Regions from separate parts of the Danio rerio genome. Here region 1 is linked to region 2. The links are chromatin contacts, called in public Hi-C maps. All regions are on one chromosome and are shown on one strand. Each heading gives the region's core, a stretch centred on a gene start, on an enhancer-like site or on the middle of the called end of the contact. The rest is flanking DNA. Distances are from core to core; before and after follow the strand shown.

Evidence for each region. Hi-C and Micro-C count contacts between places; a contact is called where the count stands out from the background.
Region 1: a Hi-C map of embryo shows a contact between it and region 2, with 9 times the contacts expected there. The contact joins the promoter of si:ch211-14c7.2 here to the enhancer-like site in region 2. A contact is called at or near these places in 2 of 18 Hi-C or Micro-C datasets (embryo and hematopoietic stem cells).

What each region holds. Positions count from the first base shown.
Region 1 is chr18:49,207,127-49,212,294 of GRCz12tu, forward strand. It overlaps si:ch211-14c7.2, which reads right to left and starts at 2,649. Exons shown (of 6, transcript XM_001920354.7): 1 at 2,356-2,649. It overlaps prx (periaxin), which reads right to left. Exons shown (of 8, transcript XM_068214972.2): 8 at 4,626-5,168.
Region 2 is chr18:48,832,907-48,838,079 of GRCz12tu, forward strand. abcc5 (ATP-binding cassette, sub-family C (CFTR/MRP), member 5) reads left to right here. Exons shown (of 28, transcript NM_001195613.1): 15 at 1-60; 16 at 1,494-1,590; 17 at 3,121-3,305; 18 at 3,649-3,795. Among named protein-coding and RNA genes, the nearest start is that of rnpepl1, 26 kb to the right of the region's middle. Within about 2 kb of position 1,770, at least 4 of the 62 cell types and tissues checked have an H3K27ac peak or open chromatin away from gene starts, as enhancers often do.

The sequences.
Region 1 (5,168 bases), core at 1,399-3,898, 380 kb after region 2:
ACTGTATTGAAATACAGTTGAAGTCAGAATTATTAGCCCCCCTAAATTATTAGCTCCCCTGTTAATTTTTTCCCCCAATTTCTGTTTAATGGAGAGCAGATTTTTTTCAGCACATTTCTAAGCATAATAGTTTTAAAAACTTATTTCTAATAACTCATTTATTTTATCTTTTCCATGATGACAGTAAATAATGTTTTATTAGATATTTTTCAAGACACTTCTACACAGATTAAAGTGACATTTAAAGGCTTAACTGGGTTAATTAGGTGAACTAGGCAAGTTAGGTTAATTAGTCAAGTTATTGTATAATGATGGTTTGTTCTGTAGATTATCTAAAAAAAAAATTTGCTTAAAGGGCTAATAATTTTGTCCCAAAAATGTTTTTAAAAAAATTAATAACTGCTTTTATTCAAGCCGAAATAAAACAAATAAGACTTTCTCCAGAAGAAAACATATTATCAGACATACTGTGAAAATTTCATTGCTCTGTTAAAAAATTGTTTGGGAAATATTTAAAAAAGAAAATAAAAATCTAAAGGGGGCTAATAATTCTGACTTCAACTGTATATATTATATATATATATATATATATATATATATATGAAATATGTAACAAACTGTTTCTGTATTGCTTCAATTTGACAGTATTGGTTATGGTTATAGCAAATAATTTCGACTAGATGCATCAATCTTACTTAATATCAATTGCTATTAATGCATTATTAAAGAGCAAAAGTTGCTTTTACTAAAATGATTTTTTATTAACTTGTAATGATTAATTAATTAATTAATTAGTTAATAATTAATGCTGTAAAATATATAGCTCATTATGCATCTATGGTAAATAGTGGATTAATAAATTAACTAATGGTATGGTATGTACACATACACTACCAGGTACTGTCAGTCACATGATCCTTCAGAAATCACTCTAATATTAATTATTATTATTATTATTATTAATGATAGTAATAAGAAAATAATGGAGTACTAATTTCATTTAAAACTACAAACAATAAGAAAGCAGTTATTTAAAATTTTATTAAATATTTAACAGTTACATTTTTTTTACATTTAATAAATGCCGCCTTGATGAACAGATAAGTTTTCTTAAAATAAAAACCATGAAGAAAGAAAAACTGATCCTAAACTATTGATGTATATTTTTTTTTATTACACACACACACACACACACACACACACACACACACACGTTTATTTTTTCCCCAATTTCTGTTTAACGGAGAGATTTTTTCAGCACATTTCTAAAAATAATAGTTTTAATAACTCATCTCTAATGACTACTAGATATTTTTCAAGACACTTCTATACAGCTTAAAGTGACATTTAAAGGCTCAACTCGGTTAATTAGGTTAACTAGGCAGGATAGGGTAATTAGGCAAGTTATTGTATAATGATGGTCAAAAAAAAAAAAAAAAAGCTTAAAGGGGCTAATAATTTTGTCCCTAAAATAGATCAAAAAAAAATCAAAAACTGATTTTATTCAAGCCGAAAAAAAACAAATTAGACTTTCTCCAGAAGAAAAAATCTTATTAGACATACTTTGAAAATGTCCTAGCTTTGTTAAACATCATTTAGGAAATACTTGAAATAATTTAAATAAAAATAAAGGAGGGCTATAATTCAACTGTATATACAGTTGAAGTCAGAATTATTAGCCCCTTTGATTTTTTTGTCTTTCTAATATTTCCCAAATGATGTTTAACAGAGCAAGGACATTTTCACAGTATGTCTGATAATATTTTTTCAGGGGGGCTAATAATCCTAACTTCAACTCTGTGTGTGTGTGTGTATATATATATATATATATATATATATATATAGTATATTTTATTTTTAGTTATTGCAGCTATAATTAAATGATATTGTCATGTCATAAAATATCCATTTAATTTAATAAAATAATTTTTATATTTTATTTTGTAACAGTTTAATTTAAAATGTTTAGTACACATCTACACAAATTCTTTGTTTAAAATGGATTATATTCAATATTAGAACAATTATTACTTTAAGCAATCATACATTGTATACGATATAATCTATATTTCCCTCAGATTTTGTTCGCCTGTCACAAACTATGTCATGATGATCATACAGAGGATGCTGTATTACGTAGTCTACACACACACAATACGTGATCGCATCACTTGCACCAAATCGGGGGAGTCTATCATTAACTAACACTTGCCCACACAGATGAATCCTTACATGAAGCATCCTCGAGGAGGGGGAATTATCCGCATCGCTCCTTTTCGCGTTTTAATACCAGATTATACCCCTACATTTTAAATAACAAATACCCGGGGTCTGTCTTTCTTTGTGCCCGCTTACCTTTACAGTGTGCCAGTCATTTTCCTCGTGCCGAAAGCGATGTCACGAATCACACAATTCCAGCTGTCGTACGTTGTGAAGATGCTTCTGGGCTGAAGGATTTTGCCTTTAACCTTCATGAGGATTTTAGACTGCGCGGAAATTAAGATATCCATTACACCGCTACGTTTAAGGCAGCATATCCGAATACAGACCTACGAATTTTAGTGAAGCCTATTAAATCCCATGTTCATCCTGTGTGCTGAACGTCACGCTACACCTCCGTGTCTCCCCATAGCGCAGGCTGCTTTTACTGGCGATGCAACGCAGATCCTCCGCAATCCCGCGCGTGCGCTCAGCTGACCAATAGCGCGCACGCTGCCGGTGCGTCCACGTTTACGCACGAGCACGACACGCACACGCGCCAACATTACCTCATTATAGCATCTTCATTTACATCTTCAGTCAGTTCTGGTGGGTACAGTAGGTCACCTTGTGTCTTCACCCTTTTGAATCCCTTGTGCACCGTCTCTTTTGGTAGACTTCTTTCTTTTACGCGCGTAATGGCAACTTAAAATGAAAGTTTTGAAACGAGACGTCCCGTTTTGTTGTCTGCTTCCAATTGACAGACTTTGTGGTGAGGTTTTAAGTCACTTTTTGAGAGGAAAATGTCAAAATTTAGGTGAACATGTTTATTTTCATTCATTTATCCATTCATTCATTTTCATTTCAGCTCAGTCCCTTTATTAATCAGGGGTCACCACAGCGGAATGAACTGCCAACTAATCCAGCATATGTTTTACGCAGTGGATGCCCTTCCAGCCGCAACTCAACATTGGGAAACACCCAGGAGCACAACTACACATTTACTGAGGGGTATGCAGGTTCCACCACCACCACCACCGCCAATCCAACTAGGCTATGTTATAACAACAAAGTGATAGTGCTAAAATTTTGCATCAATATATTAAAGATATTTTTTCCTCGTCAACATGATTCAGACAAATACATTCACAATTCTGAACACAACTGAAATAATATGAAGTAGTAAAAGTATAATTACACTAAGCCTGTTAAATCACAAAGAATTACATCTCATCCCAACCCAAATTTCTTCTCAATTTTAATTTCCTCACTAAATGATTATAGCACCTTGACGTCCCTTGCTTTTGTATTTTTTGTACATTTGATAGATAGATATGGAAGTCCTAAAGCGCAAAAGAAAATAAAAATGCAATCACTTCTCATATGCGAGGTGTAAGGTCTGTCTTTGCATTAACAATTGTCTGAAACTGCTATTACACCTCTCAATCTGAAATAAAAAAGATTTTAAAATCTTTAGGGTAAAAAATAAACCAAGACAATCATCCTAAAATGTTCTATTTTATCAAAACGTTATGGGTAAAACATTTTTTTTTGTAACTAAAACTAATTTGAGCAAATAAAAGTTACCAAAAGGCCTGATATATCAATATAACACATAATACATTCATAAAAACATCTATATGGCATGAAAATGGATCTTGATAGAAGGATAATAAACATTTCAGTTCCAAAAAAGTCTAAATATTATGACTATTTGTTCATGTGTCAGTTATAACTTTGGATTTGTGGGGGAAACTGGAGCACCCGAAGAAAACCCACGTCAAAACGTGAGAACATGCAAACTCCACACAGAAACACCACATGGCCAAGCCGGGGCTTGAACCAGTGATGTTGTTGCTGTGAGGCGACAGTGTTAACCACTGTGTCACCCAAATTATCACTACAAATGATAATCTTTGATATGTCACCTATATCACAGTACATTGTGTTGCTACAACAAGAGTTTTATTTTTAAAGGTATAATAATGAAAACAGGTGCTCTCGTTTCCCCCACAATCCAAAGAGATGTGCTATAGATGAATTAAATGTACCAAACTGGCAGTGGTGTATGGGTGTCAATGAGTGGACAGGGCAACTGGAAGGGCGTCCGCTGTGTAAAACAAATGCTGGATAAGTTGGTGGTTCATCCCGCTATGGCGACCCCTGATGAGTAAAGGGACTAAGCCGCACTAAGCTGCACTATTTTTGAAGTCAGAATTTCCACTGTTTTTTCATCTGGATGTTATTTTTATTAGTCACAAAACATTTTGTGTGTGTTCAGTATTACTGTATGTTGCAATGTTGAGTAGTGTTCATTGTTATGCCTGCTGTATCCCTGGAATGGACTGTTTATCGTTAGCGATGCCACACTAGTGGAATTATGTGCAAATGAATAAGGAAAAGGATCAGGAAAAATAAGCTACAACTGATTATAATGTTAACGTTTTATTTAAGTGTTCTATTTTTGCATTAGATAGAGATAAGCATCCTCAAAATGACGGTTTCAGAAAAGCAACACATTACAAACATGCAGTTCAGTACTGAAACCTTAAATATACATATAAAACAGCTGACGTTTAGGCTACTTCTACAACCAAAACAACAAATAGGTTTAAGTTTAAAAAATAAAATACAAGAAAAAAAAATCACACTCAAAGTTTTCAATTCAGAGCCTTCCCTGTGAATAGAAATGCTGTCTGGTACAGCTTTTCACAAGAAATGTAAAGGGAGAAATCGTTGTATTTTTTTTAATGTATTTAAAAGTCACAAAAATGTGCATCACAAAAGTACTCAACATCACAAGCTTTTTTGTGTGTCTTTTCTGTACAGATCGTGCATATAAATATGTAAAAATAGTACATATATTTGTAATAATATCTAAAATAAACACAATTCCATAACAACACCCAAAAACCACAGAAACAAACCAGGCATCAAAAAAAAGCAATATAATATTTTCAAAATGCTTT
Region 2 (5,173 bases), core at 520-3,019:
AATGGAGATTACGCCGCCATGTTCAACAACCTTCAGCTCGGAGAAACGCCCATCATCGAGGTCATTATCGCCTTAGTCAGACAAATAATCTTTTATTTACCTGCATGTCATGACAAACCACAAGCACTATTGGAACTGCTGTAGTTTGATGGTATACAGAGGGGGAAATAAGTATTTAACACTATTTTTTCTCAGAAAACTTGTTTCTAAAAGTGCTGTTGATTTGAAATTTTCACCTGATGTTGGTAACATCCAAATTAATTCATATATGCAAATAAAACAAACTAATTAGTTTACAAATTAAGTTATGTGTAATAAAATGCAGTGACACAGAGAAAAAGTATTGAACACATGAAGAAAGGGAGGTGTAGAAAGGCAGAGAAAGCCCAGACAGCAGCTGAAATCTCTCAGTAGTTCTTCAGCAACCCTCTGCCCCTCCTCAGTGTAAGTTAGTATTCACTGCTTCAGTCCAACATCTACATTAGCAGGAGTATAAAGGTAAAACCAGGGTGGACAATTCAGCAAGACAATGATCCAAAACACAGCCGAGGAAACTCTCAGATGCTTACAGAGAAAGAAAATCAAGCTGTGGAATGGCCCAGCCAATCACCTGACTCGAATCCACTAGAGAATACAAAATAAACCTCAGATTTGATAAACGAGACCCACAGATCTATCAAGATTTTTTACTCTGATGAAGTCTGTGAGAAACTCACGCCAGAGCATTGCATGTGATTTCATTCTCCATATGAGAGGCGTCTTTAAGCTGCCATCACCAAAAAGGCTTTTACATTAGGTTTTAGTCTGCAGGAATCAGAAATTGCTGAGACTTTTATTTCAGTATGTTGATGTACTTCCACCTAAAACTGAATATTGTGTAGGGGAGTGGGGCTCTTTTGCACATCATTCCCTCATAGCAAACTAACGGTAAAAGGGGTGTGGTTATGAATACGAGCATTTAAGTTAAGGGCATTTGTTTGATCAGGAGATTTGACCTCAAAACAACATGTGTTGATCCATTTTGGCAGAAGTGATAAACGGCAAGCTATGAATGTTTATATTTCCTAAATGCACACACTCGCTTACAGATTAACATGTTGATACTAACACATGAAAAACTTTCATTTTGATCTCACTGAGGCTTTAAAATTGCACTGAATTCCATAATATGAACAAAACAATAATCAAAATAGAGATTTTGTGACTCACAACAGATTTGAAATGAGAGAGATTTCATTTGAGCTTGAAGTGAAGTTGTCGTTTGGCTTTTAAAACAGATAGGAAGATGTTGAAACAGTTCAGAGACAGTTCACCCGAAATCATTGTCGTCATTTCCCGTCGTGTCTTTCCAAACCACTTGTGACTTTATTTCTGCTCTTTAACCCAAAAGGAGAAGTTATGAATGCTTATTCTGCTTTTTTAGTCAGCTTTGGCAGATACACACAGATGAACCTGAAAGTTGTGATTCAGCAGGGTTTTTTTTGTCATCTCAGGTTCCGAATAAGAAGTCTGGGAGCTCCCTGAAAAAACCCTTGGAGAAGAGCAAGGCAGGATCTGTCAAAAAAGAAAAATCAACCACCCAGGGCGATGGTAAATTTAATCGTTTTTACACTTAACCGCATCGATTAAAGCTCCTATTATGGGTTTTTAAAAATGACCTTCCATGCAGTGTGTAATACAGCTGTAAGTGAAGTGAATTATCCAGCTAAGGCAAGAAAGTGTGCCGTGTTTAAAACTATTGATTCATCTATAAAAGAGTCAACTCAGTGGTTCAAATGAATCGTCTGGGCAACGAATCTTTAGCTATATCAACACGGAAATGAAGCCCTGCCCATTTGCTGCAAGCACAGACGCGGGAAAATTGAAACCACAGGCCCCGCCCACAAACACAGTAGCAAATCCCGGTTGAATCATGTGGTGAAGACGCTGTGCTCTGAAGTTTGAGAGAAAGTTAGTGTTATTCTCTCTACCCAAAGATGAGGCTGTGAAGAGTCAGTGGATGAAGTTTATTTTTGCAAAAATACCTCAGCATTACAGCCCCGGCCTTGTGCTGTGTTCCTGTCATTTTTCTGACGAGTGCTTCAGCAATCTACACGCTTACAACAGAGTATTTGTCGACCGTTTGTTAAAGAAGGATCAGAAAAGACTATTAATGTATGGGAGCTTGACAGGTACTTTACAGTGCACAGTTCATGGATCAGTTCCTTCCTCCATTTCACAAGTGTAAGTAACTTGATAAATTTAGACCAATCAGCACAGATTAGCATCACGCTTTGGAGGGTTTTGGGAACAAATCGCTGAACAAATATATGGTTGGGATAATTAGGTAAAAATAAATGCATATTATAAGACAATGAAAGTGTTTTTTGACTTTGCATGCATATCAGCCTGTTGTTGGAGACCCCCAAAACCAAAATATGACCTTTTATAACGCATAATAAGGGCTCTTTAAAAGCACAGGCTTTCTCATTCAAATTAGAAAGATTATTTTTCAAGTTATGAGCATCACAAGTCTTTGTACTAGCTTAAAATATAGTTTTGGTCATCATTTAATCCCCTCACACAAGCCCTCTTCAGTAGTTTGTTGTTCTGTGTTCAGTTCCATCTCAGTTCATTTCTGACTGTTAAACAGCAGTGTGGTTCAGTGCTGACACCTTGTGGACAACATAAGTAGTGCAAAAACATTTTAAAAGCACATGTGGCTTATGTGTGTGTGTGTATGGTTAAAGGGATAGATCTTCCAAAAACGAACATTCTGTCATCATTTACTTTCCCTTGTGTGAAACCTTTACTGATTTCATCCATCTGTTGAAGACAAAAGAAGATATTGTGAAAATGTTGTAAACCTGTAACCATTGACTTCCATAATATCTGTTTTCCTACTATTGAAGTCAGTGGTTACAGGTTTTAATCTCGTTTTTCAAAGTTTTATTATCTTTTTCATCTTCTTTAATGTTTAAATAAATAAATAAAAAACTCATAAACCACCTTAGGGTGAGTAAATAGTGAGTACATTTCATTTTGGGGTGAATTTGGGTACACAGATATTCTGGGGAGCACAAGCACTTGAGCTTATATTGGAGGTATAATTACTCTTCTTCATTTCTGTGCTGTTTTTAGGTCAGCTGATGCAGGTGGAGGAGAGAGGGAAAGGCTCGGTGCCCTGGGCTGTGTATAAAGTATACATCCAGGCTTTAGGAGGCTGGCCCGTCTTCCTCTTCATCCTGGCTCTCTTCATCCTCAATGTGGGAAGCACAGCCTTCAGCAACTGGTGGCTCAGCTACTGGATCAAGCAGGGCAGCGGGGTAAGAAAACACAGAAAGGCTTGATTTCCATGAGACCTGAGATGTGTTTAAATATTTCATGTACTTGTGAGCTTGCTTTGTGCCGCTTTTCTTTCTTTTTGAAGTTGTTACTGTTAGTTTGGCTTCACAAAACAAATGTTACATTTTAATAATGACTCTCATACATTCGTTTAATAACTGGAATCATGAATGTGAAATACAGACACAAAAGTTAATTGAAGTATCATTATGTTTATTATTTATAAGTATCATTCTTTTGTGCCTTTCTTTTAAATGCAGAGTGTTGTGAAATGAATGTGAAATGGCCATTGGTGATGTTTGTGAATGGTTTGTTGCTCAACAGAACACCACAGTGCAGGTGGGCAACAGTTCAGTGCTGAGCGAGAGCATGCGAGATAACCCTCTGATGCAGCACTACGCTGCCGTCTACACCATGTCTATGGGAGTCATGCTGCTCCTCAAACTGCTGAGAGGCATTGTGTTTGTCAAGGTGAGATTTTGCATCCTGTCGGTAGTTTTATAGTGTCTATAGCAGGGCTGCACGATAGTGGGAAAATATGCAATGTTGTTGTGAGTCATATCAGGATAACGATATTTTTAACGATACTTTAAAAACGATATTTTATCAGCAAATAAAAAGAATCATTTATTTAATGATCATACTCTGTTAGTGTCTATAGCAGGGCTGCATATTAGTGGGAAAATATGCAATGTTGTTGAGTGTCATATCGCGATAACGATATTTTTTACAATATAAATAACTATAAAAACAATATTTTATCAGGAATTAAAAAATATTCGTTTATGTGATGATCATACTTTATGGTGTCTCTAGTAAGGCTGTACAATAGTGGGAAAATATGCAATATTGTTGTTAAGTGTCATATCGCGATAACAATATTTTTTTTGATACTTTAAAAACGATATTTTATCAGCAAATAAAAATAATAGTTTTTGTAATGATCGTACTCTATAGAGTCTATAGCAGGGCTGCACGATAGCGGGAAAATATGCAATATTGTTGTTGAGTCTCATATCATGATAACGATACTTTTACAATATAAATAACTAAAAATGCAATTTTATCAGCAATAAAAAAATATATATATGTGGTGATCATGCTCTGTAGTGTCTCTAGCAGGGCTGCACGATAGTGGGAAAATATGCAATGTTGTTGTTGAGTGTCATCACGATAATGATATTTTAACGATACTTTAAAAACGATATTTTATCAATAATAATTACGATAATTTATTTAATGATCATACTCTGTAGTGTCTATAGCAGGGCTGCATATTAGTGGGAAATATGCAATGTTGTTGAGTGTCATATCGCGATAACGATATTTTTTACAATATAAATAACTATAAAAACAATATTTTATCAGCAATAAAAAAATATTCGTTTATGTGATGATCATACTTTATGGTGTCTCTAGTAGGGCTGCACGATACTGAGAAAATATGCAATATTGATGTTGAGTCTCATATCACCATAACAATATTTTTACGATATAACTAACTCTAAAAACTCTATTTTATCAGCGATTAAAAACATTATTTTTGTGATGATCATACTTTAGGTGTCTCTAGTAGGGCTGTACAATAGTGGGAAAATATGCAATATCGTTGTTAAGTGTCATATCGCGATAACGATATTTTTTACAATACTTTAAAAACGATATTTTATCAACAAATAAAAAATAACAATTTATTTAATGATCATACTCAGTAGAGTCTATAGCAGGGCTGCACGATAGTGGGAAAATATGCAATATTGTTGTTGAGTTTCATATCATGATAACAAACTAACTTTTAAAACATTTAGACTTCAAAATGCCATGAATGACTTTTCTCTCTTGTCTCATG